Linked DNA regions of Mus musculus: region 1 is linked to region 2. Evidence: chromatin contacts called from public HiChIP or PLAC-seq data. All regions are on one chromosome and are shown on one strand. The core of a region is the stretch at or near the end of the contact, and the rest is flanking DNA. Distances in the headings are between cores, read along the strand shown. Region 1 overlaps Sag (S-antigen, retina and pineal gland (arrestin)). Region 2 has its middle 13 kb from the start of Inpp5d.

The links. HiChIP or PLAC-seq counts read pairs in DNA pulled down with a chosen protein or histone mark.
Region 1: a contact with region 2 is called in an H3K4me3 HiChIP or PLAC-seq map of bone marrow-derived macrophages, with 4 times the contacts expected there. The contact joins two enhancer-like sites. A contact is called at or near these places in 4 of 484 Hi-C or Micro-C datasets (CD4 T cells, CD8 T cells, centroblasts and 1 more), 4 of 115 datasets of contacts at active chromatin or transcription factors (bone marrow-derived macrophages, effector CD8 T cells, memory CD8 T cells and 1 more) and 2 of 9 other capture datasets (adipose tissue and liver).

Annotation. Positions count from the first base shown.
Region 1 is chr1:87,826,625-87,830,432 of GRCm38.p6, forward strand. It overlaps Sag (S-antigen, retina and pineal gland (arrestin)), which reads left to right. Exons shown (of 16, transcript NM_009118.2): 10 at 1,773-1,845. Among named protein-coding and RNA genes, the nearest start is that of Dgkd, 25 kb to the right of the region's middle. Within about 2 kb of position 1,812, at least 155 of the 459 cell types and tissues checked have an H3K27ac peak or open chromatin away from gene starts, as enhancers often do. A contact at or near this core is called in CD8 T cells, adipose tissue, bone marrow-derived macrophages and 3 more, where this site is marked.
Region 2 is chr1:87,605,468-87,609,207 of GRCm38.p6, forward strand. No RefSeq gene overlaps it. Among named protein-coding and RNA genes, the nearest start is that of Inpp5d, 13 kb to the right of the region's middle. Within about 2 kb of position 2,349, at least 121 of the 459 cell types and tissues checked have an H3K27ac peak or open chromatin away from gene starts, as enhancers often do. A contact at or near this core is called in CD8 T cells, adipose tissue, bone marrow-derived macrophages and 3 more, where this site is marked.

The DNA.
Region 1 (3,808 bases), core at 562-3,061, 220 kb after region 2:
AAATGTCTCTGCCATTTGAGGTCCTTGGCTATTATGATCAAACAGGAAGGCCCTTATCAGAGGCCAACACCACTTGGGAGTTCCAGCTTCCAGAGCCAGGGGCTAATTAAACCTCTGTGTATTATTCAGCTATAGCAGTGTCAGACATACGTTCCACTTTCCCTGCACGTCCACTGAAGATGAAAGTCAGGAATTGTGTGCATGTATATTAGAGAATCTATGGTTTTTTTTCCTTTTTGTGATTATGAATATTAATCCAGCCTTGTTTTATGTTGGTTTAATTCTCTATGGGCCTGAGTTATTCAGCATATTGTATGCAGTGCCAATGGCTTCCTTGATTGGTGTAGTAGAGTCTATCTGCCCCTTCAGGCTGCTATGGCAAAAACACCATAAACTAGGTGGCTCACACACACTGAGATGTGGGCCTCAAACGTGTGCTCCTCCTACTGCTGCCTCCCTAGTAGTGAGTTGCAGGTGTGTGCCGCTATGGCCAGCTGACAGCACACAGGAAAGTTCAGGATCAGGGCATTGGCAGATTCATCTGACAAGCAGCTCATCCAACAAGCTCCTGGAACCTCCTTGTTAAGGCCACGGAATCCACTCATGAGTGTGCTGTCCCCACAACTCCATCACTTCCCAGAAAGCCCTTCTCTTCACAGTGAATGCTCACTTGGGCTACTGGGATGAGCTGGCAAAAATGCCAGCTTCCCAGCCTGGTGCCATGACTTTGATCTCTGGAACTCATGTAGGGGAAGGAGAGAATGACTTTCCCACAAGTTGTCCTCTGACCTCCCAACAAGTCCTTGACATGTTCGTGGCCTCCTCCAGTGATGCAAATTTTAAAAATAATGTCACCCTGGGGTTGTAATTTCAATTTTGAAAGAACAGAAGCAAACTTTCAGAAACAGCTGCAAAATTGATCATGTATCATTGCATACTTGTATTTGAAATTACTTCTCGGGGCTGGAGAGATGGCTCAGTGGTTAAGAGCACTGGCTACTCTTCTAGAGATCCTGAGTTCAAATACCAGCAACCACATGGTGACTCATAACCATTTCTAATGAGACCAGATGCCCTCTTCTGGTATTTCTGAAGACAGCTACAGTGTACTTATTTATAGTAATAAATAAATCTTTGGGCTGGAATGAGTGGGGCCAGAGTGAGCAGAGGTCCTGAATTCAATTCCCAGCAACCACATGATGGCTCACAACCATCTGTACAACTACAGTGTACTCATATACATAAAATAAATAAATAAAATTTAAAAACAATTTACTTCTCAGCAAAGTGTGTTGGTGCATACTTGTAACCTAGCACTTGGGAGCCTGAGGCAGAGTTGTGAGTTCTAGGCCAGCTTGGGTTACACAGGAAAGCCTTTTTCAAAATAAAAAAAAAATATTTCTCAAAATATATTGGAAAATAATACCAATGACCTTGAAACGGTGAAATTTTCTGAAACAAAACATTAGTAGTTTTCTATAAGTTGGGTACTGTGATGGGAACTTGAAATTGTTTCTCTTAATCCTCAAGCTTGATTTTAAGAGATTATGGGTTTGGAGGAGAGAAGGGTGCTTCCTGGAGCCGAATCTCAGAGCCCGGTGTTTTGGTAACGCAGAGTGAGTCACTGGTATACAGAAATGGCCTGCAACCAGACCTTGAAAAATTGCAGCTTGAAGCCGAGGGCTGAGAAAGCCAGAGTCAAATGGTCCTGTGTGTCTCCTTGAAGGCACGAGGGGCTGCCCTGACCACCCCCTCCTGTCTTCCCTTTGCAGTGGAACAGATAGCCAATGTGGTTCTCTACTCAAGTGACTATTACGTCAAGCCTGTAGCCTCGGAGGAAACACAGTAAGTAGCAGGTGTCTTTCCACTTCCTGGGCGGCAGCCCGCTTTGTCAGCTTCCTCTTCTGAAGAGGGAACTTTGCCTTTTCTGAAAAGAAAGCCTTTGCTTTCTTCCCCCTTTCTCCCATCAAGAGCTATGAAGCAAGGCAGGCTAGGCTATGTGTTTATTTTGCCTCTGGGTCCATCTCTTAGGCTGGGAGAACAGTCTTTATAAACAAGGGACCGGAGGAGAGAAATCTAGAGAGTAAGGTCACTATGGGAACAAGAAGGGCTCTGTGTATCCTTGGAATGTGTTGACAGGAATGAGATGCTCGTCCTGCCCCCAGAAGATGACTAAATGAGCTATTAGCCCAGGCTAGGGCTATGATATGTATGTGTGTGTATATATATATATCTATATCTATCTATATATATATATGCGTATATCTATATATGCATATATCTATATATACATATATATATATATATATATATATACACACACACACACACACACACACGTGTGTGTGTGTGTGTCTGCATGCATGTTTCATTCTCTCTGTCTGTCTGTCTGTCTCCCCCCCAGCTTGACTGTCATGGAAGGGGGCCCTCGGGCTAGAATGATAGCCTTTACTGTAGCAGAATTTGCAGGAAGATTACACCAGATGTGTGTGTGTGTGTGTGTGTGTGTGTGTGTGTGTGTGTGTGTGTGTGTGTATCTCTATACCATTTCCTGTTTCTCATTCAAAACTCTGTGTGCTTTTTGGACCAAATGATCCTCGGGAGAATGGACACCATTCTAGGATTTCCCGGGGGTCGGGGGTGGGCAGAGCAGTCTAGAAATGGGGCCATATCATGTTAGCTTTTTCATTGTTTAGGCACAGGCACGTATCTGAGAAAACAAACTGTCACAGAAATATCTGTTTCCATTCACAGTTTCTATTGATCACAGCAGGGTGGGCGTGGCAGAGCAGAACAGCTCAGGAAACAAGGAATGCAGGCATTAGCAGGATACCCCTGCTCCCCCTTTGATGACAGCCAGGTTTCTAGCCTCTGCAATGGTGGCTCTTGTATCCAGGGCAGCCTTCCCTCTGGGCTAATCTTCTCTGGAAATGTTCTCACAGACACATCCTGAGTTGTTTTCTCTCATCTCCAAGGCCCTTCTCAAAACCATCCCATTACGACTAAATCACATTGGTCTCAATGTAGAAGCCACTCAGAAGGCTGCAAGAGCCCAGCACTGTTCCAGACACATCCAGCAACCAGGGCTCTGGTGGGCAGGGTTCCTCAAACCGGGTCAAACATCCGTTGTAAGCTGCTGCTGACCATGCAGTATGAGATCCTAATGGCCCTGAACACAGCTGTGGGCCTGGCTTCCGCAGGTTCTACTACAGTACAGCCTAGCCCAAAGGCCCTCTTCTGCTAGAGGAGAGAGAGAGAGAGAGAGAGAGAGAGAGAGAGAGAGAGAGAGAGAGAGAGAGAACACCACAACCCAGGTGGTAGGATGTGGCCACCCCTAGCTCAAGCAAAACTTTGCAAGAGTTTCCTGAACTCACTAGAGGCAGGAGAAGCAGAAGCTGCTTTAAACTCCCGGGGGTTGGGGTGCAAACAGGGGCGTCCTTCCCATGGGAGACAGTTCACATGTCCAGATGTCTGGGAACTCATTCAGGAAGTGGTCCTGATGCTGGCTCCCAGCCAGCATTGTTGCAAGCCATACTCTACCTTCTGCCTGCAGCCCAGGCCTGGTTGCTAGGATGTGCACTGCAGAATGAATTGTCCAGCCCAGATACCACTCTGGAATCCCAGGAGTGCTGTGTCTCTAGCCAGGTCCCAGAATTGACCCTCAGAGTGGGGTTCCTTCTGTCTTTCACTCATAGGAAACCCCACAGCCCTCTGCAGGAACCCCAGTAAAGAAAGAGGGGAGCCAAGCTGGGCAGTGATGTTGAATACCTTTAATCTCAGCAGAGGCAGGCAGATCTCTGTGAGTTCA
Region 2 (3,740 bases), core at 1,099-3,598:
CCGGGGAAGAACAGGTTTTGGAGTGTAGATGGGAGAATTCACATGAGTGGGGTGTAAGTGCCTCCAGGATTATCCACAAAGGCAGGCATTGGGGAGATGTGTGGGTGGGAGCTTAGAATGAGGTCTGGCTAGGAACTTGGATTTGCAGGCTCTAGTCAGAGAAGGTATCCCCAGAGAGTGTAGACTAGACAACAGAAAATGCAGAAGGGGGGAGCACTCTCAAGCACCCAAGAGTATGGAGAAGACCTTGGTCACAAAGGAAAGCAGCGCTGAGGGAGCCTAGAGGATTTATCGAATGAAGAAGCTTTCAGGGTCTCTGGCTAGGCTGTGACAGAGTGGGTTGAGAGCTACAAGGTGGCCTGGTAGGCGGAGAAGTTTTTGGTCAGACCATAGGAGAGGGTAAGGCAGGTACAGGTAGGAAGTGATTACATTGTAACAGTCGCCAAGTGAGGACAATTAGACCCAAAGTGTCAGCTAAGCTAAGAGATGGGTTGATGGCTAGGCAAGAAGGTATGCTGTTGACCCCAGGGAGAAGCCCAGGGCCTGCCCTGCAGGTTTTTATTGAGCTGGTCTGGCTGGAAGCCTTTCATATTTATAGCCGAAGCTGAGAACCTGTGGCAGGGAGGGATTTTAAGGATAGGAACCATCACGCTTGCTCTCACAAGATGAAGGGGATGAGTGGGTGGGGAGGAGAGGAGAAAAGCCAGGACCATGAGAGATTTGAGAGCCAGTCCCAACTTGGTAGTAAGGTGACCTTGGAGGAGCAGAGTGTGTGAGAATAAAGGCAGATGCAGAGGAGGGTGGTCTGGGAGATCTGCTCTTCTTTGTGGGCAGTGAGGTGAAGAATTTTAAAGTCTGATGAATCTGGAAGTGAGCTGGGTAGAGCAGCATGAATACAGGAGATAGGGAACGGAGGAGGTTGGTGCTCAGCGGAGGCCTAGAAGTCCCTGGCTACCACATTGTTTGGACACATAACATGGGTTATTCTAGGGCTGGGGCTGCCTGTTTTTTTGTGTTTCTCTGGAGTTCAGGGAGTCTGGCTGGAATATTTCAGACAGAGATGGCAGAAAGGGGCTCTGAGGATGTCCAGGATCTGAAACACAAATGGGGTTGTGGACATTAAGAGTGAGGGAGACTGGGTGTGTAGAAGTGAAGACTGGGAGAAGGTGGGGGTGGAGCAGAGGCTGGGGACTGGCCAGAGGAGTGGAGCAGGATTTGGAGGCCATAATTTTGCTTGCCTGTGTTCTACAATTATAGCTACCATCAATAGAACTGGCTAAAGATTCAAGACTCAGGCATAGAGTAAAGGGGACTCCTGTCTGGTCCCTGTAAGGGAAGGAAATACCAAAGAGGGACAGTAGTGGTTTCCTAAGTCATTGAAGTCACAGGATATAATAGTCTGAGCTATGGGGAGCTTTGGGAGTTTGCAGACAGGAGAGGATTCTGGGAGAATGAAACCTTTGAGTAAAGGAATCGCAGAGTCTAGCAGTAAAGTTCTGATTATCTAATTCAAGGCTTACAGCACACAGTCCCATTCTGAGATCCTCAGATATGAGCTAGGAGCTCTGGTGTGCTGCTAATTTGCAGGTTGGTTAATCTCTCTGGTTCTCACTTTCTCAGGCGTGAAGTTGGAGGTTATGTCTGCCTTGAGGAGTATCTGTGTGGCCCGGACGAGGTAACTCATACATAAATGTTAGTGCAGTGCTTGCACCTAGAGGCAATCTATCGCTACAGTCCAGGTATTGTTAAGGGGTGAATTGTGGTGACTCCCAAAGTGACTGTCTCTGGAGATGGTGCTTTTAAGTAGCAACTAAAGTCGAACGAAGTCAGAAAGGTGGTAGGTTCAAAGGAAAGTATGGAAGGTAGCCGCCTGCCAGTCAGGAAGACAGCCCTCAGCAGAAGCAGCAATGTCAGAACCTTGATTGTGGATGCCCACCCTTTAAATGACAAGAAATAAATACCTGTTGTTGCGTTGTTGGAGTCACCGTCCATGATATTCTGTTGTGGGGCGTGATCTAAGACAAGTGCCCACAACGTGACAGTGTGGTGGTTAAGTGGGAAGAGGAGCCTGTAGCGGGGCAAGCGCTCTAGAGGCGTGGCTTATTGTAGAGGCTCAGGAGGTGGGGCAAAGAAGATGGACAGCATTCAGCAGGTGTCAGAAAAGGCTTATGGCCCAGGGTGAGGCAGCAGCCGGTCCCACAAAAGTGGAAAGCCATTTCAGAAACATTTTTTTTTAAACCAGGGTGTAACCCCGGAAACTCAAAGTCGGCTGAGGGTAGGGCGGGTGGCATAGGAGGAAGACGGGGCTGGGGAGAAGATTCTGGAACCCACAGTGAGGGTTTTTGGCAGATCAGTGAAGATAGCTGCTGGCTGAGGAAGCATAGAGGAAGAGGTAAAAAGTCTGAAGCAGGGAGCAGCTGACACGTAATCACCACAGAAAGCGGGTAGCTGTTGGCAGAAAAGGCGTTTAGGAAGCGCGGCCGCGGGCCCTGCCAAGGGAGGCTGTCGTGATTCACGCTTGGGAAGTGCTGGAGACCAGAACACAGGTTGGAGGAGGTCCAGGCATGGCACAGTGCAGTAAGTAGCCTGGCAACTGTGGTGGGCTGACCCTCTGGTCTGGGGCTTGACTCAGGGAATGGAGTCCCAGGGTGGAAAAAAAAAGATGAATTAGGAATCTGCCACCAGACTGAGCGTCTTCAGAGCGTTCTTCTGGGATGGTTATTTCAAATTGGTTTGTTGTTGTTGTTTTATTGGTTGGTTGGTTGGTTTTGTGTGTGGTTTTTTGGTTCTTGAGGTTTTTGTTTTTTTGTTTTTTTTGTCTTTTGTCTCTTTCATTTACTACTGTATCATTACTATTATGCCCTGTCCCTAAGAGTCCTGGCGACACTGGCTCAAGTTCTTACTCAATTCTTCCTACCCACTTGATCCCACCCATATCTTGTCACTGCCTGGTTTTCTGTCACAGCCAGGTTTCCCGTTTTCAACTATGCCATGAAGCACGGATCAAGACATCATGAGTTCTTTGTCCTCTTGGGAAATGGAGTCTGTTCCTGTTGCTGGCTTTATTTGAAAAGGGACGAGCTGGTCTTGATTGACACCTGAATGTTGTTCAGGCTTGGGGAGGCCAGAGGTCAAGGCGCCCCCTGGCGGTGGAAACTGCAAGGCTCAGGCCCTAACCTAGGGTTGTAGAAGCTGCGGGTAAGCTGTGTACTTGTAAGATGCTATCCTCCTTCAAAGCAAGGTTGTTAACCAGAGGTGATTCTTAGTGATGCTGGCTACACCCTGTGCCAGCATTCTGTGGCACCATTGGGTGCCAGGAGTCTACCCAATCCTGTGCTGGCCAAGGCACTGCCCTCCGGGCACTGATCATCTGAGTCACACAGGATTTCTATCTTATCCTAAACAACCCCCCAGGCCAGCCATGCTTCACTGCCTCTCACCCTTCAGCAGAGATGTCTTCCCCACTTTCCTGAGATACAGTGTGATTCAGATGGGCCAAATGTTACAAGGCTGGCCTTCAGACTCTGGCCCTGGTCCTGTGTATGATTCCATGTCTGATCTGAACTGCTGCAATAGAGTTTTCAGAGATACGGAGGAGAGATAGGATGAACTGAGGCTACCATCGTTCCATCCTCAAGGCAAGCCTGTTCCCAGGAAGCCAGCCAAGTGCTCTAAGACCAGTTGCAACGAACTTTGCAAGCTTGAAGGAAACCTGTGTCTGCTGAAGCCTGATGCTAGGA